Regions from separate parts of the Sus scrofa genome. Here regions 2, 3 and 4 are each linked to region 1. Evidence: chromatin contacts called from public Hi-C and promoter capture Hi-C data. All regions are on one chromosome and are shown on one strand. The core of a region is the stretch at or near the end of the contact, and the rest is flanking DNA. Distances in the headings are between cores, read along the strand shown.

Evidence for each region. Promoter capture Hi-C pulls out the DNA fragments that hold promoters and counts their contacts. A called contact is a pair of places that touch in the nucleus more often than the background predicts.
Region 2: a contact with region 1 is called in a promoter capture Hi-C map of liver, with 4 times the contacts expected there. The contact joins the promoter of CDPF1 here to the promoter of ATXN10 in region 1. A contact is called at or near these places in 1 of 5 promoter capture datasets (liver) and 1 of 47 Hi-C or Micro-C datasets (mesenteric adipose tissue).
Region 3: a Hi-C map of retroperitoneal adipose tissue shows a contact between it and region 1, with 1.9 times the contacts expected there. The contact joins the enhancer-like site here to the promoter of ATXN10 in region 1. A contact is called at or near these places in 7 of 47 Hi-C or Micro-C datasets (embryonic fibroblasts, epiblast stem cells, mesenteric adipose tissue and 4 more).
Region 4: a Hi-C map of omental adipose tissue shows a contact between it and region 1, with 6 times the contacts expected there. The contact joins the promoter of WNT7B here to the promoter of ATXN10 in region 1. A contact is called at or near these places in 2 of 5 promoter capture datasets (fetal skeletal muscle and liver), 32 of 47 Hi-C or Micro-C datasets (adipocytes, adipose tissue, alveolar macrophages and 18 more) and 2 of 2 datasets of contacts at active chromatin or transcription factors (alveolar macrophages and skeletal muscle).

Annotation. Positions count from the first base shown.
Region 1 is chr5:3,796,796-3,799,900 of Sscrofa11.1, forward strand. It overlaps ATXN10 (ataxin-10), which reads right to left and starts at 1,409. Exons shown (of 12, transcript XM_013997462.2): 1 at 1,062-1,409. The coding sequence starts at 1,177.
Region 2 is chr5:3,285,408-3,288,512 of Sscrofa11.1, forward strand. CDPF1 (cysteine-rich DPF motif domain-containing protein 1) reads left to right here and starts at 1,636. Exons shown (of 4, transcript XM_003125953.4): 1 at 1,636-1,741.
Region 3 is chr5:3,381,789-3,384,893 of Sscrofa11.1, forward strand. No RefSeq gene overlaps it. Among named protein-coding and RNA genes, the nearest start is that of PPARA, 62 kb to the left of the region's middle. Within about 2 kb of position 1,518, at least 30 of the 83 cell types and tissues checked have an H3K27ac peak or open chromatin away from gene starts, as enhancers often do. A contact at or near this core is called in omental adipose tissue, retroperitoneal adipose tissue and subcutaneous adipose tissue, where this site is marked.
Region 4 is chr5:3,519,975-3,523,079 of Sscrofa11.1, forward strand. WNT7B (protein Wnt-7b) reads left to right here and starts at 1,438. Exons shown (of 4, transcript XM_021091384.1): 1 at 1,438-2,049. The coding sequence starts at 1,979. LOC110260613 (a long non-coding RNA gene) reads right to left here. Exons shown (of 3, transcript XR_002343852.1): 1 at 2,829-3,105.

The sequences.
Region 1 (3,105 bases), core at 159-2,658:
CTCTACTCTTGGTACATGCTCCCACGACACTGCATGAGTACCTGCTGGCTCCCCAGAACAGGACTTTCCTGAGAAGGACTTAGCAGGTTCCAACTTCATCACCTAGCACACGGGGGACCAGCCGCAAATGTATGAAATAGTAACATCAGCTAACATTTACTTAGTACTGTGTGTCACGCAGGTGCCAAGGATTTACTATGCATTACCTCATTTAATCCTTCCAAACAATGTCACCAGGAAGGTACTGTCCAACATTGCTCCTGGGAAACAGACAAGGAAAGGGAGGCCCGGAGAAGACCAGAATGAAAGCAAACAGGCATTGACGGAGGGCACCACGTCCTTTATATGTTCACATGCTTTATTTCATTTATTCCTCCGTACAATTCGGCAATGAAATCATGTATTATAGTCGCATCGTTAGGCAAGAAATCTAAGGCCTGGAGACACTGCCCGATAACGCAGAGCCTGCAGGGCCAGGAACCAAATCCAGGTCTGCCAGACTCCTGGGCACCTTTTACAATGGCGATCTGGCCCTTCAGGGGCACAGCCAGGATTGACGTAGCTCCACCGGGGATGCAAAGCCTCGACTGACAGGCAGAAGGGAGTGGGACTCAGGCCGCCTCCCACCGGGCACCTCTGTAACGCGCCTCTCGCCCAGCAGCACGCACGCTGCCCCCGCGGGGGCGGGGGCGGGGGGGGCTGTCAGGCTGCTCCCAGCGGGGGCCGAGGACAGCACCTTGCACGTAAAGGGGCGCCCTCCACGCGGCTCGACAACAGAGGAGACACGACGTGACCGGGGCTCACGCGTGCTGCGGGTGCCCCTTCCCGCGCCCGGCTTCACACCTGGACTGCCGAGTGGGGAGCAGATGGCGGCCCCCAGGGCACCGCGGGGACCCGCGCGGGGGGACCGCCCGGCATCGGAGCCCGGCGCCCCTCGAGGGAGCGCGGCGGCCTCCGCCCCGCAGCCGTCCGGGGGGAGGGGGCGCCCCGCCCCGCCCCGCCCCGCCCCGCCCCGCAGCCCGGCCAGGCCGCCCCCGACGCTCGCGCCGCCGGGCCGTTACCGATTCCGCTGCTCTTTGAAGAGCGCCGTCAGCGCGCGGAGAGCCTCCAGGTCCTGGATGGGCGCGGGCACCATGACGCCGGACAGCCTGGCGGGCGGCGGCCTGGGCGCCGCCATCTTGCCGCGCGCAGCTCGGGCCGAGCGGCCGCCGACGAGGAGGAGGAGGAGCAGGGGCCGGAGAGGCGGCCGCGGGGGAGGAGCGCGCCCCGCGGGAGCCGGACGCCGCCGCCGCCGCGCCGCTGCAGCCCGAGGCCGAGCGAGAGAGCGCGAGGGCACGCGCAGGGCTGGCCACGGCCGACGAGGACGCGACGGCGCGACGAGGGGAGGGGGCGCGGGCGGAAGTCCCGCCTGCAGGGAGGGGGCGCGGGCGGAAGTTCTCTGTGAGGGGGCGGGACGTCGGAAGGGCGATGGATCCTGGAGGAGAAGCCGAGAGGGGGCGCTAGGACCGGCTCTCCCGCAGGGGCGGAGACGACCTGAGGGGGTCTTGGTGGGAGGGGGCTTGGGGGACATGTGCACCCCGAGGGGAGACGCAGGGTGAGGGGGGCCTCGACAGGAGGGGCTTTGGGAGACAGGTGCACCCCGAGTGATAGATGTGGGCAGAGGGGGCCTCGACAGGAGGGGCTTTGGGAGACAGGTGCACCCCGAGAGGAGATGCAGGTTGAGGGGGGCCTCGACAGGAGGGGCTTTGGGAGACAGGTGCACCCCGAGGGACAGATGCAAGGAGGGGGGTCCCAATAGGAGGGGGCTTGGGGGACCGGTGCACTCCGAGGGGGAGATGCAGGCTGAGGGGGTCTCGAAGGGAAGGGTTTGGCGAGACAGGTGCACCCTGGGGAGCATGGGAAGGGAGGGGAGTCCTGCAGAGGCTCCCCACCCCCCACAAGAAGGCTGAAGACCTTGGATCCTGCGGTTTGAGTGGGTTGATCAGTGCCTGCACAGATCCACTAGGAGCTGGAGCAGACTGTCACCAGCTTGCAGGTTTCAGACTCCGGAAGCCCAGTTCCCAGGTCTTGGTGATCATTTACCAAGGCTTCTTGGGGTTAGAATGCGTCGTTCCAGCTCTTCAAGGGCTTAATATACAATTGGAAGTCAGGGATGGGCCAAGTGGCGTCAAACATGATGTGGAACCTGATGTCAAGCCAGTACTGCCCATCCGGAGCTGGAGTCTATCAGACCTTCCATGGGTACGACAGCCATTGGTCATCAGATGGAAGTGGCACATCTGGGACTGAGATCCAGCAATGCCAAAGGCAAAAGAAAGTGGCCCAAGCTCTTGCCCTCCACCTCTGTCACACTGGCACATGTCCTTAAGCTCTCATCACCTCTGGCCACACCCAGAGGTGTGGTCTTTTATGATCAGATGGAGAAGGGAAAACAGCCAGCTTGGTTCACAGATGGGATTATTTGGTGTGATGTTCATTTCTGATATCCACTGTAGTAAATTATGACAAATTTAGTGGCGTGAAACAACACAAATTTAGTATCTTACTGTTCTGGAGTTCAAAAGACTGAAATAGATCTAACCAGCTAAAATCAGCAAAAGATCAGAAAGAAACATTAAGGAAACCCTTACCACCACATCAAAAAGAGTAAAGTACCAGAGTTCCCACTGCCAGTGGGTTACAGGATCTGGTGTTGCTGCAGCTGTGACATAGGTGGCAGCTGTGGCTTGGATTCAGCCTCTGGCCTAGGAACTTCCAAAAGCCTCAGGTGCTTCCATAAAATTTTTTTAAATGTAAAAATAAAAAGAATAAAATACTAGGAATAAACCTACCTAAAGAGACAAAGGATCTTTATTCTGAAAACTAAGATGCTAATGAAAGAAATAAAAAATGACACAAAGAGATAGAAAGATATACTATGCTCTTGGATTGGAAGAACTAATGTTTTGTCAAATGACCAAACTACCCAAGGCCATCTCCAGATTCAATGCCATCCCTATCAAATTACCCATGGCAGTTTTCACAGAACTAGGAAAAAAACCTGTAAATTTGTATGGAAAAACAAAAGACCCTAAACAGCAAAAGTAATCTTCAAAGAGAAAATCA
Region 2 (3,105 bases), core at 386-2,885, 510 kb before region 1:
AACTGCCAAACTCTCTTCCAAAGCGCCTGTACCATTTTGCATTCCGCCAGCAGCGAATGAGACTTCCTGTCGCTCAGCATCCTCCCCTGCCCTTGGGTTGTCGTGTTGTGGAGTTTGGCTGTTCTATTAGGTGTGCAGTGGTATCTCCCTGCTGTTTTAATTTGCATTTCCCTGATAGCACAGGATGCAGGCCACCTTTTCAGATGCTTATTTGCCATCTGTGTATCCCCTTGGGTGAGGGGTCTGTTCAGTTCTTTTGCCCATTTTTTAATCAAATTGCTTGCTTTCTTCCTGTTGCATTTTAAGAGTTCTTTGTGTGTTTTGGAGAAGAGTCCTGTATCAGATTTGTCTTTGGCAAATTCTTTTGCCCACTCTGTGGCCTGTCTTTTCCTTCTCTTGATTGGGTGCTTATTTCGTGTGCAGTTTCTTTCAGGAAACCATTTTCTTCTAAAGCTTTATTAGATATTTTTAATCTTTTGGGTTTTTGGTAAGCTTTTTCTCTATTAGTAACTGGGACAACTCAAATCAAAATTAACTTTATTTTCTCCCAGAGACCATGGTTTGCTCCGATATTAAGTGATAGCCTATCACTTAACCCTTCCAGCGCAGCTTGTAACTTGTCCAAACGATCTCAAGGCTTTGACATCATTGACGTGATTACCGGTCACGTATCTGAGACTGGATATAGGTCACATTTGAAATACTTCATCAAGACGGTCCACCTTTGGGCAGATCCAGAAATAAAAACCAGCAGTATATAATCTTTGAATTAATCCAAAGAATGTCATTGTTGTAAGCACAGTTGAGGTCCTATGTTCTAGGAACAAAATCAAAGTGCTTATTAGCTCCTGAGGCTCAGGGCAGGAGCCCCTCTTGCTCAGGTCCAGGAATGGTTTTCAGCATTACCAAAATACCTTGTATAATCCTTATTTCTTAATTCCCCGAAAGAAAAAGTCCCAGACCTCAGGGTGTCTGGGTTTCAAATCACCCCCTAACCCCATAAAACGGTGCCCCACACACAGTAGAGGGGAAGAAGTGGGGTGTGATGGTCACAGCCGGTCTAGAACCGGAGGCCTGGGCCAGGGGGAGCTTAGGGTCCAGAGGATCCTTTGAAGCAGGCGTGGTTGGTGCCCCAGGGCGAGGACCTGGAGGCTGAAGGATGGTGGGGCCCGGGTGATGGCGGGCGTTCCAGGCCACTTTACCGCTTTGGAGGAGAAGCTACAAGTCCCTGGGTGCAAACAGCTTTTAAAGGTTGCAGGAAGCGAGAAGGCTCATTTTGAATTCATTTCGTCTGTTGCCTTAGGAGACAGTTGACTTTTCCTGCAGCCCTGGGCCCAGGTCCCGGGGCTCCTGTTCTACTGGGGGGACAGGTAGCAGACCTAAGACCATTTCGGTCCGAGGCGCAGGCTGAGCGAAACCACGTGGCGATGGGGCCGGGTTACCCATGGGCCGCGCGAGGGCCGCACCGGCTCCGTGGAGCTGGATGGGAAGCCCAGGAAGAACCTGACAGCCTCCGCGCAGCCAAGACTGCAGCCCCGTCAGCAGGAGCCGACAAGCAGAACCCAGGCCCCGCCCTGCCGCCGCCAACCGCGAGACCTGAGGTTCCGGAAGCCGCCGCGAGGCGGAAGTCCGCCGAGAAGCCCCGCCCCCGCCCGCGCTGCGCACGCGCCCAGGGCGGACGGCCGCCTTGGGGCGGGGCCGCGCACGCGCCTTGGGCTGGGCCGCGCAGGCGGAGGCGGAGGTGAGTGGTGCGGCCTGACGGTCCGGAGGGTAGTGCGCTTCCCGCTCGCGGGGCCGGCTTGGGCGGCTCAGCGGAGCCCGGCGGGGTTTGGAACCCGGAGGCCCGAGCGGCTGCGCACGTTGCGGCGTTGGGGGCGGGCACGGAGCGGGTGGCCTGCGGGGCGTTGCAGGAACGGAGGGCGAGCACGGAGCGGGTGGACGGAGAGGAAGAGCCCTGCGGAGACGCCGGGATCCTGCGGGGCGCCGCTGCGCCGACCTGACATAGCCAAGGGAAAAGCCAGGGAACACGCGGACAGGGCGATAGACATTAGCCGAAATGAAACAGAAAAGAGGACCATGTCTTATGTTGAAGCCTTCAGGTCATTTGGAGTTTACTTTTGTGTATGGTGTGAGGGTGTGTTGCCGTGGCTGTCCGGCTGTCCCCACACCACTTGCTGAAGAGACTGTCCCCAGTGTATATTCTTGCGTCCTTTGTTGAAGATGAATTGACCATGGGCGTGTGTGTTTATTTCTGGGCTCTCTGCTCTGTTGCATTGATCTGTAGGTCTGTCTCTCTGCCAGTACCATGCCATTTTGATTACTGTAGCTTTGTAGTATTGTAGAAGTCTGGGAGGGTGATGCTTCCTGTTTTGTTCTTTTTCTTCAAGATTGTTTTGGCAATCTTTTGTGGTTCCATATACACTTTTGGGTTATTTGTTCTAGTAAAAAATGTCATGGTTAATTTGATAGGAATCACGTTAAATGTGTAGATTACTTTGGGTGGTATAGCCACTTCAACAGTATTAATTCTTCCAGTCCAAGAGCATGGGCTGTCCTTGCATTTCTTTAATAAATCATCTGCAGTTTCCTTTATTAATGTTTTATACTTTTCGGTGTATAAATCTTTTACCTCCTTGGATAGGTTTATTCCTACATATGTATGTATGTATGTATTTATCTTGGTGTGACTTTAAAAGGTACCTGCAGTTCTTTGGTGGCCTAGTGGTTCAGGGTTTGGCGTTGTCACAGCTGTGACTTGGGTTCAGTCCCTGGCTCAGGAATTTCTGCATGCTTTAGGCATGACCAGAAAGTAAATGAATAAATAAAGGTATTGGCTTTTTTTTTTACATTCCTTTTCTGACATTTCACTCTTAGTGTAAAGCAATGCAGCCCATTATAGCCATTTCACCAAAGCAGAAGTACAGATGGCCATTAGGCACATGAAAAAACTGCTTAACATTGTTAATTATTGGAGAAATGCAAATCAAAATACAATGAGGTACCACCTGACACCAGTCAGAATGGCTATGATTACAAAGTATACAAGTAATGGGAGTTCCCCTCATGACTCCGTGGTTAATGAACCTGACTAGCATCCATGAGGAT
Region 3 (3,105 bases), core at 268-2,767, 410 kb before region 1:
CGTACCTTCAGCACCTGCCACAGGCTATTCCCTCCCATCTGGGACCAGGCCCCAGGGACCATACACCTGCTGGATGCCCCCTTCCAGAAGCCTCAGGGCTTCAAACGACATCCCCCGGACGCCCCTCGAGTGCTTTTCCAGAAGCAGGGGACCTCCCAGTGATGCTCCACACCAAAGTCCCTGAAATAGCCCCCCCCCTCCCCGCAGGCACAGGAGAAGCCCCTCGGAGGGGGTGGAGGGAGGGGGCGTGGCTCTGGATTAACTTCCCCATGTGCCCCCGGGACATCCATGGCCTGCAGGTATCTCCACCCTATCCCCAACCCCCAAGTGCTTGCGTGGCCTTGAACCTCTCCGAGCCTCCCTCTCTCAGAAACCCCACCCTCAGTGGCTCCCTGCTTGGCCCACCCTCCTCCTGCCACCCGACGGGCCTGCCTTGGGCCCCCACTTGGCCCCGGGATTCCCAGCCCCGGGCCCCCCAGGAAGAAGTCAGCCCCTGAAACCCGCCAGCAGTCACAGGAGGGGGCGCTGCTGGCTGCTCCTGCATGGTGGCCTGGGGTGCGTGCTGGAGGGCGGGTGCCTTCAGGGCTCTCCCAGCACCCGTGCCCTGGGGGGCACCCAGGAGAACAGCAGGATGGGGCCACCAAACCAGAGTCCACACGGCAGCCAGATCAACTGGGCTCCAAACACCTGATCTTGGTTTTTCTTTGTTTGTTTTGTTTTGTTTTTGTTTTTAGGGCCGCACCCGCGGCATACGGAGGTTCCCAGGCTAGGGGCCGAATCAGAGCTGCAGCTGCCAGCCTACACCACAGCTCACGGCAAAGCCGGATCCCTGACCCACTGAGCTGGAGGCCAGGGATCGAACCCTAGTCCTCATGGATACTTAGGCAGGTTCTATACCTGCTGAGCCACAGTGGGCTCTCCCAAATACTGGATCTTGTTACTTCCCTGCTAAAACCATCAATGGCTCCCTGTGGCCTTTGAGAACCCAAGGGTGTCCCAGGCCCTCTGTGGCCACCCACCCACCGCTTGCCTCCAGGCCCTGTCCCCTCCAGGGGCTCCCTCACCTGTGGACACCACAGGCTCCCCTCTCCACCCCACCCCTTGTGTTATCCAGGCTCCTCGTCCCTGAACTTGGTGGGTGGTCATGTCACCTCCTCCAGGAAGCCTTCCGAGGGCCTGCCTCCCACAGCCCTCAGTCTTGAGTCACCCCCGACAGACGAACCCTCTCCCTGTGGGGTTTGGGGCGATGTGGGGACACCAGCAGCCGGGGTGGGAGGGGTGCAGGTGGGGAGCTGACTGAGTCCTCAGTACCTGATCAAGGTGTGACCTCAGGGACTGGTCTATGGGCCTCAGTTTCCTTGTCTGTCAAACAGGGCACAGTCCTCCCAGCCCAGGGGTGTAGGCTGGGCCCAGCAGACGCCTCCAACCCCAGCTCTGTCACTAACTGCTGGGTGACCTTGGGTTGACCTGGCCCAGCCTCTGTCTCCTGGCTGGGAACTGGGGACACAGAAGTACCCAGAGCCTGAGACTAGAGCCAGGCCTGCAGGGGGCCCTCCAGCCGGGCGGTCAGGACTTGCCAGGGGAGGGGACGAGGGGTCAGGAGCCAAGGGCCGTGGTCCTGGCCCTCGCCTGGCTGTCTGCCCTTGGGAAGGTCACAGGTCTCCTGAGCCGACCGCCCCTTGGAGGCCCCACGGCCCGGCCGGGTCCTGCCTGCGTTCCCAGGCCCTGGGTCACAGCCGGGCTGCCCAGCTGTCCTGGGAGCCTGCCCAGGCTGAACGTGGCGCTCGGCCAAGCTGTGCTTCTGCATTTAGCACCAGAATCGAGTCGAAAGTGGAGGGAGCGCCTCCTTCTCCTCTTCCTGCGATGACGGAGGGGCTAAGAGTGCACCTCTGAGGCAGCCGGCCACCGGCCCCTGCTCTGGCCGAGAGCCCTTCCAGCTGGGACAGGTTCTGTTCAGGAATCCTGGGGCTGGTGCCAGCTTGGTGTGAGAAAGACAAGCACCAGGGGCCACCATGCCTGACCTGGGTGCCCGCTCTCTGTGCCTCTGTCTCCCCACACCCACCCCTCACCTTCCTTCCACCCCCACCCAATGCCACCTAGGCCCCGGACCCAGCCAAGGCCTAGCCTGGACCTTGTCTAAAGGGCACCTCCAGGACAGGCTAATTCCTGCCCGGGGAGGGTGGGCGGTGACATGGGGCTGGGAGCACAAGAGGAAGAAAAGGGAGCCAGAGATGTGGTCTGGGGCCAGGGGACCCGGGTGACTTCCCAGAGGAGGGGGCACTTGGGGCTTGTCGCAGGACCTGGGACATCAAAGTTTTATTAAGCCCCAGCATCCTTCTAAGCCATGTGGCTCCTACTATAGCTGAGGCCCAGAGAGGGTGGGCGACTTGCCTGAGGACACACAGCCTGGCTTGGGTGGGCCTATGACCTCACAGCCTAGGGGAGGGTCACTGAGGTGAGGGAGATGGTGGAACAGTCTGGATTCCACAGGGCAGGTGTTGGGGGTGGTCAGGGAACAGAACGGGAAGATGAAGCCTCAGTGCGTCCCGTGTCCCGTGGCCCTGTCAGAGCCGAGGCATTCTGCCTGCTCCTGTCATATTCCCCATCAGGCTCCCTGAGCACACATGGGGCGGGGCCTGGCCAGGGGGCCCGTGTCACCCATGCCCGCAAGATGGGAGGACAGCGTCCACTCACCCGGGGTTGCCCCAGGGAAACCACAGGTGCTGGAGAGGACGTGCCCCTGGCTCACAGCCTGCCAGGCCCGTGATCAGAGTGGCAGGGCTGTCAAGGCAGCCACGGTGGCCAGAGGTGGCCCCTCTGCGGCTGGGTGCCCAGCTTCCTGCTTTGGGCCTGCCCCAGGCCTCTTCTCAGGGACCTGCCAGACAGCTGTGCCACAGCTGTCAGTGCTCGGGAGAAGGATGGGGGCACAGCACGGTGGCCGCCAACCCAGCCTTGGGGGCCGGTGGAAGAGCCGCCAGATGAGCTCAGGTTCCCACTAAGTGGGGGGAGTCCCTGGCCAGGGACTGGGGACAAAGGCAACGAGCCTAACAGCTCGGGTGTGGCCAGGCCTGAAGTAAGAAAGAAAGGTGGCTGGTGACATAGGCA
Region 4 (3,105 bases), core at 188-2,687, 280 kb before region 1:
CCTCCCATTTCCAGGACTCAGCTTCCTGTTCCGTGGAACGGGGTGACATCTGGGGCGCTGGGACACAGGGGACCCTCGAGGGTGAAGCCTCTATTGTCATTTCACTTCTTTCTGTGCCTCAACCTCCCTGCCTGCGATTGTCTCCCACTCGCTTTCATCTGTAAATGCTCCTTATCCGCCCCGCTCCGCACAGCTGCACCGGCCCCGCCTCTGATCGAGGGGCCGAGGAATGGCCCGCGCCAGGGTCGTGGCAAAGGTTCAGGGGATTTGGAAGGATTAAGGGGGGATCAGGAGCAGGGGGTCGAGAGGGACTGTTGGGGGGGCGGAAGGTGGGCTCTGAGTTAAAGTCCCGGCTGGGCTGGGCCTGGACTAGGTGGGGCCAAGGGTGGCTGGAAGCACTCCTCCTACCCCCCCCCCGCCCCCACCTCTGGTGCTCATACTCTCACCCCAGCAAGTCTCGAGTCTTGGCTGGTCCTCGGTGACCAAGCGCTTCCCAGTTCCATTCACTTGCCCAGGAGTGGCACCTTGGAAGGCGTCCAGGTCTGTAAACCCGCGGAGCAGGGCAGGAGCCTGGCCAGGACGGCGATGAGGCAGAGGCTCACCATTCTGCCCTCTCAGAACAGACAGGGGTTCTGCCCAGCGGCAGGGTCTGCTACTTGGTACCCACTCCCGGGGCACGGAGCCAAATCAGGCCCCTCCAGTGTGCGAGGCTGGGTGGTGGTTCCGGCCCCAAGCTCTGGGCGCTGAACATGAATACGGAGCCCAGCGCTGCAGAGGAGACACAGCAGACGGAGGGGAACAAGGGTGGCCGGGAAAGCCAGCAGGGGTCCTTGGGGTAGGAGCCTCCACAGAGCCAGGGGACCCCTCTACATCCTCCTCCTCCTCCTCCGCCATGGTGCTCAGCCAAGTGGCTGCCATAGCAGGTCATCTGAGCCATCCTCCTGCATCTGGCCAGGCCTATCTCTCTGTTCCTTCCTTGTTCCTACTCTGATTAAGCGCCACTAACAGCAGGATCGACAGGTGTGGGGGGACTCTGGGCGCTGGAGGAGGGCTCTGATCCAAGTCTGTGGGGCTGGCAGCGATGCCTGGGCTAAGGGTGTGGCCCTGGGGGACCTCATGTAAAGAATTGCTGGGGGAAGGAGAAGCGCGCCCAGAACGCGATGGGGGTGGGTGGTCTCTTCCCCCCCCCCACTAAACACTGAAGCCAAATGGCTACCACAACCTGAGTCGGCCCTTCCCCCCGGTCCCCACCCCCACGGGTGCAGAGGAGCGGCGGGGCCCTCCGCAGGTGTCTTTTCCCGGCCGCACCCTCCCCCTCCCCCCGCCCCCCGCCTCTAAGCACCCAACCCCCTCCCCCCCCCCCGAGTCCCGGGAGGGCAATCGGAAGGGAGCCGGCCTGGGGAGGGGGTTCCGGGGATAGATGCGTTTGTGTGTCACGGGAAGGGAGGAGAAAAGGGAGGGAGAGCCCGGGAGCAAGGGAGAGAGAGCGCACGGCGAGCGAGGAGGGCGGGCGGGAGGCGGATCCTCCTACCTGGGGCTCGCTCGCAGCTCGCTTGCCGGGGCGCGAGTCACCTGGGGAGGCCGACAAGTGCGGACACATTGGCCGCCGCAGCGCTCAGCGAGGCGCGCACGGCCCCAGGCGGCTGCCCCCAGTGGCGGCAGAGCCCGCCCGCCCGCTGCGCTCGCGCCTCGGCCCCAGCCGGCGCCCGTGGGGCCCTGTGGTCACTCCGCCCGGCTCCGAGGTGACGGCCCCCGGCCCAGGTCACTCCCCGAGGCGCACGCGGCGGCGGCCCGGGCTCACCATGGTGGCAGCGCGCGCCGAGTGCCCGCGCGTCGCCGGCCGCCGGAGCCGCAGCGCCGGCTGAGAGCTGTCCACCGAAGCCGCCGCCCCCCGCCCCCCGCTCCCGCGCGATCCTCGCCCGGCCCGCGCGTCCCCTCCGGCCGCCGCTGTCTATGGCGCAGCCCCCCTCCCTGGATCATGCACAGAAACTTTCGCAAGTGGATTTTCTACGTGTTTCTCTGCTTTGGCGTTCTCTACGTGAAGCTTGGGTGAGTAGCCCAGTGGGCAGGGGCCGCTGCCCGGGATCTGAGCAGCCTGCAGGAGCCGCCTCCGTAGGGTCCCCCAGGGGGCCATGGGTACAGGCGTGGGGCATAGCGGCTCTCGGGGATCCGAGGCTGGCCTGAGTGTTGGACCCTCGTCCCGGGCCGGCAGAGATGCAGCCAAGCCCTTCGAGCCCTGGGCACTCCCGAGGGGCGCCCGGCCCAGGGCTGGAGGAGGGAGAGCAGGACGCGCGGGCGGCCCGGCTCGCGGGTAGCGGCGAGCGTGCCCGGCGCGTACTTTCACCTGTTTGGGCTCCAGGCCCCGGGGGTGGGACGCGCCTTCCCTCCCCCGGGCCGCGCCGGGCGCCGAGCCCAGGCCGAGCGCTCGCCGCCTGGAGGGCGCGCCGGGGCGGGGGGCGGGGGGCTTCGGGCGGCCGAGGGCCCCGGGCGGGCGGGCGGGGACGCGCACCCCGGCAGCGAGCGCGCAGGCCTGGGCACTCGCCACGGCCCTTCGTCTCTATCCATCACCCGGACGTGTTGAAATTACCTTGACAACTCGTCCGGCTGGCTCGGGATGGGCCGCGCGGGCGGCCGGGCCGCCTCGGGCTCGGTCCCGGCCCGGCGCCCCCGCCCGCCGGGGGCCCTCTGCCCGGCCCCCTCTCGCCGCGCTCCCCCTCGCGCGGCCCGGAGGGCGGGCGGGCGGGCGCCCGGCGGGCCGCGCTCGCTGCTCGCTGCAGTAGCTGCTCCGAGTCGTATTTCCACATTCCTGAACCCAGCCGAGTCCTTACCTGTTGAGCTGCGATCTCCTTTAGACAGAATCTGTCTCGGCCTCGCTCGAAGTGGGGGTGGGGGGCGATGTGACCATGAGGGGGTGCGGGGCCCCTCGCCCTGGGCGCCCACGGCTCCGCGCCCCGACCACGCGCCCTGCGCGCCTACTGTGCGCTGCCAACCACGGGAAGGCAGGCCGGGTCCCGGCGGCGGGGAGAGCTGGGGAACAGCCCCGAGGGAGGGCCGGAGTCACGGCCTCGCCTCCCGGGCGGGCGGAGAGGCAGAAGCCGACCTGAG